2 separate regions of the Gossypium arboreum genome follow, and region 2 is linked to region 1. Evidence: chromatin contacts called from public Hi-C data. All regions are on one chromosome and are shown on one strand. Each heading gives the region's core, a stretch centred on a gene start, on an enhancer-like site or on the middle of the called end of the contact. The rest is flanking DNA. Distances are from core to core; before and after follow the strand shown. Region 1 holds the start of LOC108453508 (probable tyrosine-protein phosphatase DSP4). Region 2 holds the start of LOC108461845 (protein argonaute 16).

What was found. Hi-C and Micro-C count contacts between places; a contact is called where the count stands out from the background.
Region 2: a Hi-C map of leaf shows a contact between it and region 1, with 2.1 times the contacts expected there. The contact joins the promoter of LOC108461845 here to the promoter of LOC108453508 in region 1. A contact is called at or near these places in 2 of 5 Hi-C or Micro-C datasets (both in leaf).

Annotation. Positions count from the first base shown.
Region 1 is chr7:51,693,941-51,700,885 of ASM2569848v2, reverse strand. LOC108453508 (probable tyrosine-protein phosphatase DSP4) reads left to right here and starts at 2,816. Exons shown (of 6, transcript XM_017751662.2): 1 at 2,816-3,372; 2 at 3,476-3,569; 3 at 6,217-6,274; 4 at 6,353-6,396; 5 at 6,493-6,572; 6 at 6,739-6,945. The coding sequence starts at 3,119. The coding sequence ends at 6,772.
Region 2 is chr7:52,007,692-52,014,636 of ASM2569848v2, reverse strand. LOC108461845 (protein argonaute 16) reads right to left here and starts at 2,933. Exons shown (of 23, transcript XM_017761845.2): 1 at 2,641-2,933; 2 at 451-669; 3 at 166-371; 4 at 1-62. The coding sequence starts at 669.

The sequences.
Region 1 (6,945 bases), core at 1,567-4,066:
ATTGTCTCCACATCTTCATTGTCTAGAAGTTCCATTCTGGTGAATTTTATGGGATCCGTCGAAACTAGAAACATGTAGAAAAGTTTCGAAATCCTTCTCCCACAATGTCTATAAATTTTTTCACTAATTTTTTCCTTTATATCGTCAAATGAGATATTTTTATTAAACTCATTACTACTTGTTTGCGACATTCAAATATACATCCCACAGTTGTCAAAATTTCTCCATCAAAATAAACACATATGAAAAACTGATTCTCCATCTTCAATACTAGATCTATTAAAAAAAATTTCAAAATTCTCAAAACAGTTTTGAATAGCAAAAAAGTTACATGAAATTTTTAATGCAAAATTTTTCATTCAGAAGCTAATAAAATTAATAGCCTAACAAAATAACTTTCAAATAATAAAATTACTAACAAAACTCTACATTCTATTTAAAAAGAAATAAACTAAAATACCTTATCAATCTTCTTATTTTCCTTTCTTTCTTTCTTCTCTCTATCTTCTTACTTCCGTTCTGCTAAATTTTGTGTTTGTTGCTCATTTGATTTTCGGGGGTATATATAGGAGAAAAATTAAGCACCAAGCGCGCCTGTAGGCCCCACCAGTCATGCCTTTGAGATAGGCTCAACCAGTTACGGCTGTCAGATAGGCTCAACTAGTTACACCTGTCAGATAGGCGCAACCCGGATACTATTTTCGTATCTATACACGGGTCATATACTAATCCGGGAAAAAATTAATATTATTTTATTAAACGAAAAAAATATTTTAATATAAAAAAGGAGTTGCACCTGTCAGATAGGCGCGATTAAAAAAAATACCATTTTCGTAAATAATCCAGCTGACAACCTATTTCAATATATAATTTTTTTTAATTTATTTATGTAAAAACCAAAAAATTACATGAGAGGGCAAGTTCTTGTTTGTTTGTTTTTTTTTTTTTTTTTGTAATATTTAAGAAAATGATATGATAAAAATCAAAATGCAATATATATATTTTAATTTTATAAGTAAAATTAAGTAAAATTATAATAGCGATACGATTATAAATAATATATCTAGATAATTATAAACAAAACCAATAATTATAAAACATGGTTGAACTCAATAATTGAAAGAATATTCAATCAATAACATACATTATAATATTTATATCAATTTATATATATTTAAAAATCCATACATAAATTACCTAGAATGAGACCAAAATTTAAGTTTTCAAATAAAGAAGATAATAGAGCAGGGCGGGGATAGAATTTGTTAAATTTATCATCGCTTCACAATTAGCAGACTCTATTCTACCATCTGTTCCGTTCTATACGAATGTATAATCTTAAATATCACTATCACTTCCATAGATGTTTGATGTATCAATTCCCATCCCACTTTGCTCCAATTTCATTTTTATTACTTATCTTTAATATTTTCAATCTATTTAACATATAACAAATATTTAAACATAAAATGTCAATTATACATTATACATTGTTCTATTTTATAGTTATATATACAAAGATAAAATAATAATTTTATAAAGTGAAGCGGGATAAGATAAGACAAACAATTATTATAACCATTTCATATCCACCGTTCAAAAGAAAAAGTTCACCTGCCCTTCCTCACATCTACTTTTAAAAAAAAAATACTCTATTTAAAACAAATAAATAAATTTATATAAAAATATAATCATGATAAAATAAAACAAAAAATGATACAAATAATTGGTGTAATTTTTGTTTTCAGAAATGAGCTTGATTTATAAAAGAAATAAAGTAGTATGGAGAAAGTACGTGGCGCCTAGGTCTCGCAGTTGGAGCACTAACTATTTTATACCCCAAAGCATATTCTTTAGAATGTACTCTTTATTCCCCTCCTCTTTTCTTTCTCTTTCCCATATCATATATTTTATTTTTGTTGCCTGCCCATTTCTGAACTTGTGTTTTTATTTGGTAGCTTAATATATATATATTTTTGGACTTACTAACTTATATTTATAAAGTTTATTTGTTTGTATATTTATATGATGTTTATGTTACTATTATCATATTATTTTTATATCATATTTACTCAAACAGTGGGTGTCAATTTTAATACAAATTCTTAACTTATAATCGAATTATTAATGTAATTTTCAAGCATAAAACAGAGCAAAAAATCTTGGGAAAAGACAAATCAACCATAAAACTTTCACAATCAAAACAAATTTGACAGGTTAGAGACCTCTTTGTTATATTCAAATTTTCTAATCAGATTAAATAATTAAATTAGACAATTCAAATATATTATTTCAATACAAAATTTACCAGCAACAACAATATTTATATTTTTAAGTTAAAAATAGTATTTATAAACGAAAATTTGTAAACTGAATTTCAACTTACGTAAATCAATTGCTAACGAGATCTTAGAATTTTAAACACTTGGTCCGGATTCCAATTGCGATGTCTGGTATGAGAAAGTTTTAAATTATGGGTTACTCAATTAATTAAAAAATTATTATTTGGTGTATTTGACTTTTAACTATTTAAAAGTTATTAATTAAATTATTAGGTTATTAAAGTTTCTTTAAAAAAATTTATGTGTCAATAAATATCAAACGATAATTTGCCAATTAATAAGATAGATAAATACTATCAATTTTAATAATTTAGTAACAAGAAAAATCATAAAATATCAATTTTAATAATTCAATAATTTAAATAAATTTTTAAAATAATTTAATCACTAAATTATAATTTTTAATTATTTCAAGGAAATAAAAATTTACCCATTTACTCAAGTTTTTTTATTGGAAAATATGTGTCCCGAATCATAAAAGAATAGAAGTTTTAAAGCCCAAAAACCAGTGAGTTCCATGGCGTTCCCGTCCGTCACTCTCCTTTTTCACTTTTTGTACTCAAGTTTCTCTTTCTACATAAAAGAAATTAAATATAAATAAATTAAAAAAAAAAACATTTTGTTGGATAATATAAGGAAACCATGTTCATGTTCATCTCCAATCTCCATCTTCCTTTTAACTCCCTCTCCCTCCACTTTTAACCACCACCTTCCTCTATCCCCACTTTTAACTGTCGCCGCCGCCCCACTCTGAACAAAAACCCACATTTTCATTCATGAAAGAAGACAGTTATAATACCAAACTAAGCCTAAACCAACAGCCAGCTCGTAGCCATCAGATGTGCAGAACCATAGAAGAATATGCCCCCGCCGTTGACCACCACGTCGACATGTTGTCGTCGACTTCAGATGACCTCAACTTGATTCCTCCTTTAAACTTTGCTATGGTTGACAATGGAATCTTCAGGTCTGGTTTCCCTGATTCTGCCAACTTCTCTTTCCTTCAAACGCTTAAGCTCACCTCCATCATGTAAGACCGAACTTTCTTCTTTTTGACATGCAAATCAATCATTTTCTACTTTGAGTTAAAAGGGTGTCCTCTTTTCTCACTCCTTTTTTTTTTTAAATGCTAGATATCTGTGTCCTGAACCATACCCAGAAGCCAACACTGAGTTTTTAAAGTCCAATGGAATCAAGCTTTTTCAGTTTGGAATTGAAAGTTACAAGGTAACACTTTCTTAAATTTCGCTTTGCAATTTAAGCTTTTGATTGCAAATCTGATGATGGTGTTTGATCAAATCATTCATTTAGGAGATATTATATATAATAAATGCATACAAGCTATCATTAATTCATTAGCAAGAAAAGGGAATTCCGGTTCCATATGCTTATGAATGCTTGGGAGTTTGATTTGTACAATTAGGCTTATTTGATATGATACAAATGGTGGCTCTTTCCTTTTTGGGTGTTAAGAGTTAATAATGAGAAATGCATTCGAGAAGGAGCTCAAACGTTTTGCTGTAAATTCCTTGAAAATTATAGTTGGAATATTGGAAAGACAGTTAATTTTTCTTCATTTCCTAAAATTTTAGTTGTTTAATGAGGAAAATATTTGATGATTTTTCATTAAAATTCTGAATTGACTAATTTTTTTTAAGCTATGCATATAGTCATAGATTGTATTACCATGATTTTCTATTAAAATTTTCCAAATCTTGCTTGAGATTCAAATCAAAACATTAGTGATAACTTGTGCATGTATTTTGAGATTGGAATGTAGTTTTATATATTCATTTGTGAAGAAATTGAACTCTAATGTGAAATTTTCCTGAATGAACCATAATAGTTTAAAGTCTAGCCTCTTTCTATGAATAAAGTGAGCCTCTAAGAAGTAATAAAGCCTCAGGGTTATGTTTCCCCTTTCATGTGAATTTCAATCTCTGAGAAAAGCAATCAGGAAGTAGAAACTACGCCTTGGTCATGCTTTTGGCGTTCGTGATTTGTTTGAGCATGCAACAGTAGCTATAGCTTGGTGTGAATTTCTTTTTGTTTGTGTGTGTGTGTTTTGGAATATTTGTTTACTAAGCCGCAAGTAAATCCGAGTAAGTAATGATATACTCCTTTGTGCTTCAATATTTGAAAGATATCAAGTCACTTGTTTTTTGCTTTGCTTATTATATTGCCAACTACCTTTTTCGTTTTCTTTCAAGTATCTACATCCAACACCAAGGAAAAAAACTGAACATTACTCGTATTGGACATGTATCCGTCTTTGGCACTCATGTCAAAGTTCGAGCCCTATGTTCATTATTAAAAAAAAAAAAAAAAAAAAGACACAAAACAAAACAAAAACCTAGTAAATCCCGCTCTAAATTTAACAACTTGTAGGTGCTGTCTTTAAGTAGGTAATAATGACCACAACCATGGAACGAGGCCTCTTTTATCATTAATGCAAGATTAAGTGATGAAATATCTTTGTATTTTGAATTTTTGATTTTACAAACTTGTTAAGCCTCGCCATTTGCTTTACATTTACTTCATAGCTAATGGAAATATTATAGTTGGCTGTCAATATATCCTTATCATCTTTAATACCCTACCGGATTATTTGTAAAACTCGTTTCATTTTTCCGTGTACTTCTTCTCATGTCAGTGAATTACTAGGGTCGAATTGAACCGAGCTTGAATGAATAAATTCCTGTTTTATGTTTGTTTACTTATTCATGTTTGGTTCATGTTCCTTAAGAATTTCAAATTTGTTTTTTTTTTTTAAATTATTTGTGTTTTGTTAGTTCATTTAAGTTAAACAGATATGTTCTTGAACATTAAACCTGTATATTTGCAAACATATTTACGAATAATGTTCTTGAATAATAACAATAAATAAACATTCATATTATTTTTTAGTTACAAATAATTAAATATAAATATTAATAATTATATTATAAATAAAATAAATACACAAACAATAATATTATTAATTTATATAATAATTGAATAATAAATAAGTTTTAAATAATCTATTAAAAGAATATAAACGAGCTTATTCATAAACATAAATAATCTGAACAAGCTTTGTTCGTGTTCAGTTTGTTCGTGTTCAGTTCGTTTAATAAACGAATTTCAAAATCTTGTTCATGTTTGTTTATTTAGTTTGGTAAACGATCAGAAACCAAACTATTCATTCAACGTTCTATTCATTTACAGCTTATGAGTCACCATAGTGCTAGAGAATGAACTAAAAATATACCAATTTCAATCCTGAAACAAAATAAGATAATTAGTCTGGAAAGGTGGTAATTGGTAAAATTATCTACTGCAGCATGAGCTTTACACAATTGTTGGCAAAAGAGTCCGTTTGTATCATCACATCACATGTATCCCCGAGGTTGCTGAAATTGCAATGAAGCTTACTTACTCATAGATGGTTAAATAAAGTGCAATGCAATGTAGGCTATATTATACTGTGATTGTTTAAAGCGATCGATATCTTCATGTCGTATGGCTTGTAGTTGTGGGTTATATATATATATATATATATAACTAGAAGCAGTAAGTAGTGATACTGTGCTACTTTGACTCTTCATTTTTCGTAAGGTATTTGTCTTTGATGCTTTTGTTTGATGCATATCTGGACATGGGTTAATAAGGATATGGTCTTTCAAAAATCCTTCAAATATATGGAAAAATACATTACCTGTTTTCAAGTAGCATAGCAGTGATGAACGTAGGATTGTTGGTCTCGACAACAAGGATTCCATTTAGTTTCTATCCTTCACTAGTTAAATGTCGAAAAGCTCGGTTCTTGCATGGAACCTACTTTGAAATGATGTATCCAATGATAGAAATTAACTAATATACACATTTCATCCAGGAGCCATTTGTAAATATTCCAGAGGATACGATTCGTGAAGCTTTAAAACTCGTCCTCGGTTAGACTTTATCTCTAGCTATTTTAAACGTGGTTCATTGGTTTCAGGACTTCTAATTTTGCCTTCTCTACTATGCAGATGTTAGGAATCACCCAGTTTTAATTCATTGTAATCGAGGGAAGGTATGTGCATGTTGGTTTTTTTCCAGTGTTTCATACCTGAGTTCGACTGATCAATACCATCTGAGACTTATGATATTGCTTTGCTTTATTTTCCAGCACCGAACTGGTTGTCTGGTTGGATGCTTGAGGAAATTGCAAAGATGGTGTTTGTCATCCGTGTTCGACGAGTACCAAAGGTTTGCTGCCGCAAAAGCTAGAGTTTCGGATCAGAGGTTTATGGAGTTGTTTGATGTTTCTAGCCTAAAGCATCTGCCAATGTCATTTTCTTGCTTGAAGAAGTAAAAAAAAAAAAAACGAAACCCCATGTAATTGAACAGCTTGTGCTTTTCCTGTGGTTTGCAGCGGAGAATGCTCGGTCCTGCATAGGATTAATTAGGAGAAAAGGCGATGAGTTCCGGAATAGCATTTCGTCGGTTAGGGAATTCTTCTGCTTCTTATTATTATTCATCATTCTGTCTTCGACACCAATAAAAGGGGTAGCTAGAAGAAGCAATGTCCCACTGCAATGTTGTTTGGTGTTTCGGATCTCCGTTCCGATCTATTTCTTCT
Region 2 (6,945 bases), core at 1,684-4,183, 310 kb before region 1:
ACTGGAAAGAACGCTTTGTCCTCTTGCCAGTCTCAGCAGGGCCTCCATCAGCAACAGGACTCCTGGTTTCACAACCAGACAGTGAGCTATTGTGACAAAAAAGTTATAACATCTAGATTCTAACATATACAAAATCTAAATCCAGCAAGGAGAAAAAGAATATACCATTTCGTAAATGAGTCTTCTAGCACTATTGTAAATTCAAACTTGTTCTGTGGCAAAGGACCCACTGTATACAAACTCTTTTCACCATCATAGGCAAATCTTTTTCCAGCAAGTTCCGAAGAGTATGTTTGGTAAAGTTTATCAACAAGTTTTCTCCCAATCCGCTTGCTTTCAACAACTCTACTATCTTCTGACGAAACTGTAACCTGCAAATCATATTTTGGTAAATATTCATCCTTAAAGTGAACTTCCAGGAAGAAACAGAATGGAGACAAAATAACCTACAGTATACTGGTAAAATACAGCATCTGGGGCATTGACAGAAACTTTGAAGTGATTGGCAAGCAGGGATATCTTTCGTCCACTTGTCCCAACTTCACTCCTACTGACAATAGAATACTTGGGAGGCTTCAAGCTCTCTAGCTTCACATTGGATGGTATTGTTGGCAGTGGTAGGGGCAGAGATGGTAATTCCAGTGCTTCTTCAGTACTTGCTTTCTCCATCTTGAAATCAATCAGTAAGGACATTAGTACTAGATTGATAGCATTAGTTTCACCACTAATTGCAAGTAAACTGTACATGTAAACAACTAAAATGTACAAGACTACACAAATCTCATGGAATTGTGAAATAACAGAATCTCCACAAGAGCAAAATCTTATAAGATAAACATTTCCATTGATTAGATGAATAGCTTCAAACATTTTAATTGTCAAAGAAGAAATCCACAACAAAAAAATTTCTCCTTCAGTGAAAAACAAATAGGAAAATTAAAGACAAAAAACAGCAATAAAATAGAATAAAATAAATGAAAAACACAGCATATGAGTTACTAGTTGTCCAAGATTACAAGTTATCAGAACCAGCATATAAGATTAGATACAGGTGATGACCAACATAAAATCTTACAAAAAAATTTCCAAGGAGAAGGCTATTAAATTTTGGAAATTATTTCGAAAAAGAATCTTATATTGTTAATACAAAGCAAAGATAAACTTGAAAGGATGGGGAGATAAAATTCCAAACAGGCAACTTACATAACTATCCTTAGAGAGCAAAAATTCAAATGCTAAAGTTGTAGCAGAAAATTATACAATTTTCTTTTTGACATTAAATAGCTCCACTCTATACTACTTATGTGTGAGTGTCAAATATGGGTATGAGTACAACATGGCATGCTTGATTTCTTCTAAGTTTTTCATTTATTTGGAGAGCAGTTAGAAGGTCGTATCCCATACCCATGACCAGAAACGGGTACTTCAAGAAAAATCTAAGCAACATAGGCTCGACTTTAAAAATAAAACGCGATAATATTTTTCCGAATAAAAAAAAAAAAAAAAGCCAGTACTCGAAATCAGTTGCTCTGGACTCTAACAGTGGAGGACATGCACTAAGGGGTGAAAACAAAATTAAAGAAACCAAGAGCAGAGAAATACTGCTTATTTTATGCAATTACAACAAATAAAAAGCTTCTCTCAATGAAATATTTTTCCTGGTTAGGGTTGTTTAGCACGGATTAACAAAATAAATCAAAATCTTAAGAAACGGAAATAATAATTTAGAATAAAAAGTCAAAATCGCTTTGACGATTACGTAAATCAATAGTTCAAACCGCACTCAAAGGTAGGGCATTTCCCATTTTTATAGGAACTTCTGTACCAGAAACAATGGTATCTCCAATTATAGCCCCTCTGGGATGTAAAATATATCTCTTCTCACCATCCCCATAGTGTATGAGACAAATGTATGTATTTCGATTAGGGTCGTATTCTATGGTTACGATTCTACCATATATGTCTTTTTCATTTCGTCGAAAATCAATTTTACGGTATAGACGCTTATGACCTCCCCCTCTATGCCTTGCGGTAATGATTCCTCTGGTATTACGATTTAACATTGCGAAAATCAAACGGCATTCTCAAAAGAAATTGCTTCCGAAAGGAGTTAAAGTTTGAACATCAAATAGAATTCAAAATACAAAAAAAAATATATATATATATATCAAAACAGGTTTTCGTTGACTCCTCGAAATAAGCAAAAAAAAAAAACAGAGTAAGAGACCGATAGTAGAGTCCAGCACGAGACAAGTTTCAAAAATTTTCTTTTCCTCGAATACAATGTCTCAGATTAACAAACAACGTGAAATTTTAGTAAGAAAAAATGTCTGAGATTAGCCAAGAAAACAGAAACAAAACAGAAAAACACAAAAGCTTACAGAGGAGAACATAGGTAGAACTTAAAGCAAAATAGGAATTGTAATGGAAACCAAAAAAAAAAACACATACAAAAACAAAATATCAGAGTATTAGACAACAATGCAGTTCAAAATTCAGCAGAAAAGAAAAGAAAGTTCAAAAGAAGAAAACATAAACCACAAAATATGGTAGCAAGCAAACAAGCAAGAAAAAGAGAAGACTTGGGACGATGATAACATTCAAGGATGAACCAAAAGAAAAGAGCATGGAAAATCATACCCGCAAAGTAAAAACAGAAGAAGAAGGCAGGATTACTGAAGAGTCGGGTCTTTGGCACCAAAAGTAAAAGAGAGCGACAATGTAGGGTGTAAGGGAAAAAAATTAAAATAGTAATTTTCCTGCTTCTTAATTCTTATAGGAGCGGCAATAAAAAGATGGGTTCTTTTAGCATATATATGATGTTAAAACACTTTAGGTTTAAATATTTGGAATATCTCCACCGTTGATATTTAACAAAACTTGTTTTGACTGCTTAGATCTTTTCCGTGGAGTAAACGAAGGGCGGCTATTCCGGTCTAGAACAATCTCTGTTGAACCCTTATAGCTAAAAAGATCAGATCGTTGATATTGATTGGTTAGAAAAGGTTTAACGATGAACAAAAATTAACGGCTCAGATCCCTTGGTTTCTGCTGCATTTGGAATGTGTTTGGACACTGTAAAAGTAATTGGATTTAAACTCTATAGATATTTTATCCCTTAAAATATATTATAATTATCCTGTAACTCTAGTTTTAATAGAGTATTTCATTGTGTATCAAAGTTTTTTTATATGTTTCATGAATCAAGTCAGTTTCAGTGAATTAAATTAGTTTCATGCGATTAGTTAACCTTCACGGGACAATTTGTGTGTATTTGTTATGAGTTTTAGTCCATCAATTCTTGACAAAAACATATAGTAATTATGTTATCTTAGAATTCAATAGAAGTATTGGAAAAGTTCTGTCTTAGGAGCATATTGTATTTTGGACTTCTACTAAAAAAAGAGGTAAATTAACCCTTATACATTTTAAAACATACAAATTAGTCCATCTGTTAAGTTCTATATATTAAATGATCATGTGGCACGTAAATTTAAATGATTAATTATTAATTTGATCGCTAATTTTTAAAATTTTTACAATAATTCTAAAATTTAAAAGAAAGCTTAAAAATAAATATAAATTATTAAAATATATTTAAATCCTGCTTAGTAAAACATTTATAAATTGCAATATTAATAATAAATATTTATATTTTATATTATAAAACATCTATTACTATCTATTTATAAATTTACATAAAAATAGTTATAAATCGCAATATATATTTATTATTAAAATATTAATATAAAATTTTTCAATAAAATATTAAGAATATTACTTTAAATATAAAATTGTTATTAATGTTAAATTTTATAATTAAAAATTTTAATATTAAAATAACTTCATTAAAATAATAAATTGTATTATTTATATTAATAATTTATTATATAATTGAGTATAAATATGTATGTTTAATAATATTAAAAAATATAATTTTAATATTTTAAATTTAAAATATACTATTAATATAATAATACTTGGCTCCATCCAAGTTTTTTTTATTAAAATCAAGTTATTAAGAAATTATTTTTAGAAATGATTTATACTTTTTAAAACGAGAAGTAATTTTCTAAAAAATAGGCTTAATTTTTTTTTGATCAAATTATTTCCACAAAATAAATATAGGAAAATGCAAAACAAAATTCGTAAGTTATTTTCTTGAAACAAACATGCCTTAAGTATTATTGGAGTAGGACCCAAAAAAACTCGAATTCCATGAGATTTTATTCATCCCAGTTCAATGGAGATGAAATCTTCAGGCGGGTCAATTTGGATTTTTCTTAATAAGTTTTTTAGTATTGGGGTTTAAGTTTAGGTGAAATTCGTCCTGCCTGTCTCGTTATATTTACTTAAACATATTTATATTAATTTTATAATTAGTTCTTAAATACTTTTAATTATAATTTCTTGATTTTATACTAATCTATAACATATATTTTAATTTTCTGAACATTTATATATTTCTTTTATAAGATTTTATAATATATTTGATTTAATTTGTAAAAAAATATTATATTGTAAATCTCTACTTTAGTCTTTTATAAAATAAAATAAAAATTTATAAGTGATAGAATTTGAACACGAGCTACTTATATAAAAACAAAACATTAATTTGACTACTAAACTAAATATTTATTTTATTATAATATTTACATTTTAATTGTATTATGTATATTTTATTGTCTCATTAATTTTGTATATATATATTGATAAAGTTGTTGATTGAGTTAGTGTTACAAGCCAGTTAAACACTAACTCAATATTGATTATAACATGTAAATAATTTTACCTTGTTTTGTATTCTCAATATGATGTATTTACATGTTTGAATTTAATTTTACTCACAATTTAATATTTTTATTTTAATATTACATATATTTCATATGTTATTGTTAATTAGTTAATCATGTATTTCATTATTTAATATATGTTAGTTTTAAACATACTTCTATATTTTAAATACATAATTCTCACGTGTGCGTGATAGAATTCTTAATATCATTTAAAATTTCAACACGAGCTAAGCAAAATAAAATAAATCTTTTAAGAGTTGGGATGAAAATATTATATAAAATTCAAATAAGGGTAGGTATGAGTATCAAATAAGGTACACAGATCCATGTTGCGGTATGTATCGCAATCTTGTTTTTCTATTTAATTTTTCTATTTTTTAGTTTTATCTACTAAACAAAATTTAAATAATTTAAGTAAAATTAAATTATTTTTAACCAATTCAAATTTTAAAATAAATTATTATTTTATAAAATATTTGACCAATTCATATTTTATTTTTAAATATAATATATTTACACAAAATATAATTTTAAAATTAAAAAATAACTATTGATTGAATATTAGTTCAATTGGTATCGAGATTATTATCGATATAAAATGACGTAGGTTTAAATACACTGAAATGCCTATAACTTGAAATTAATGTTAATTTTTTAAAAAACTCAGAATTAAAATTGGTAAAACCATTAATTGGTTCTAATAATTGAAAATTAAATAATTCATAAATTAAAAAGAAATCAAAATATTATAATTTGATATTTTTCAATTTTAAATTAAAAATTAAATACTTATTAATTTAAAATTTAGTATGATGGTAAAATATTATATAAAAATTTATTCATTAAAATAAAAATGTAAACCAATCATTTTTGCTATTTTTAAATTTTAAATTTTGAAATAAGATAAAATATATCATTTGTGAAATCTAAATCTCTATATATTGATATTTTAGAATATTTTAGAAATAAAAACTTTTTCTTTTAATTTTTGTTTAAAATGTTAAATTTTTGTCTATTATATTAGCTCGATTGATTAAACCAAAATCGCCAAGAGGGGTGTGAATTGACTTTTAAAAATTTAGGAAAGCTAGATGGAAAAGATAGAGCAATGAACACAATAATTTAGAGTGGTTCGCCCCCAATTGCCTACTTTACTACCTTAGTTTTCCATAGTTAAGGATTTTCTCAAATTCACTAATTTGTTCAACATTTGAAAACAATGTTTAACCTTACAACTTCCTTAAGATTTCTACCTAAATCTTAAAATACAAACCCTCTCAAAGAATTACAAAGAAGCAAACAAATAAATAATCCTTACAAGATCAGAATGTTTGCCAATTAAGCAGAAATAGACAAGAATACGCTTGAGTTCAAGAAAAAAATAATAAAAGCTCACAAGCGTGTACAAAAAAATTATGGAAGTATTGAGCATAAAGGTTATTTGATTGATGATTTTTGCTTGAATATGTTTTTTTGTTGTTGTAGGATCTCTAGAAGCTGATATTTATACCTCCTAATTGATTTCCAACCATTGGGTTTGTTGTGGTAATTAATAGAGTCAGTGGGGATGTGAAAACCAAAGCATTTAATACGTCTGCAACAATGAGTATCGATACCAAATAAAAAGGTATCGATATTTTTTTTGTAATAAATGCTAAATTCAGTGACTGTTGGAGCTAAAATATCAATATCAGGAAGATTTTATTGATACCACATAAAAAGTATAGATACCAGATCAATACTTGACTAAATTTGTGAAATTTAGAATGTTAATTTAGTATCGTTTATTTCAATGGGTATCAATATTTTGAAGAAATCGATGCTTGGCCAAAAAAGTATCGATACTTTTTGGCCTGGAGCAATTCTGACTTGTTTAACAAACAGTTTGCCTAGTTGAAAAAATCCATACTTAGTTAAAATCATTTTAACTTGATTTTGAGGTTGATTCATAAACTTTCTTCTTCCCCTTTTTTGTTATATCAAAAAAGACAAATAAGCTTGAGGAGAAAAAGATGGTTAGTTCAAAAATATAGGAACATGAAGAAATATAGAACTAACATAAAAATAACCAAAGTATCTTATAATACTTAATAAAAAAAATAAGGTGCAAAAAGAAGTCATAAACATAGGAAATGAATCAAAAGTAATA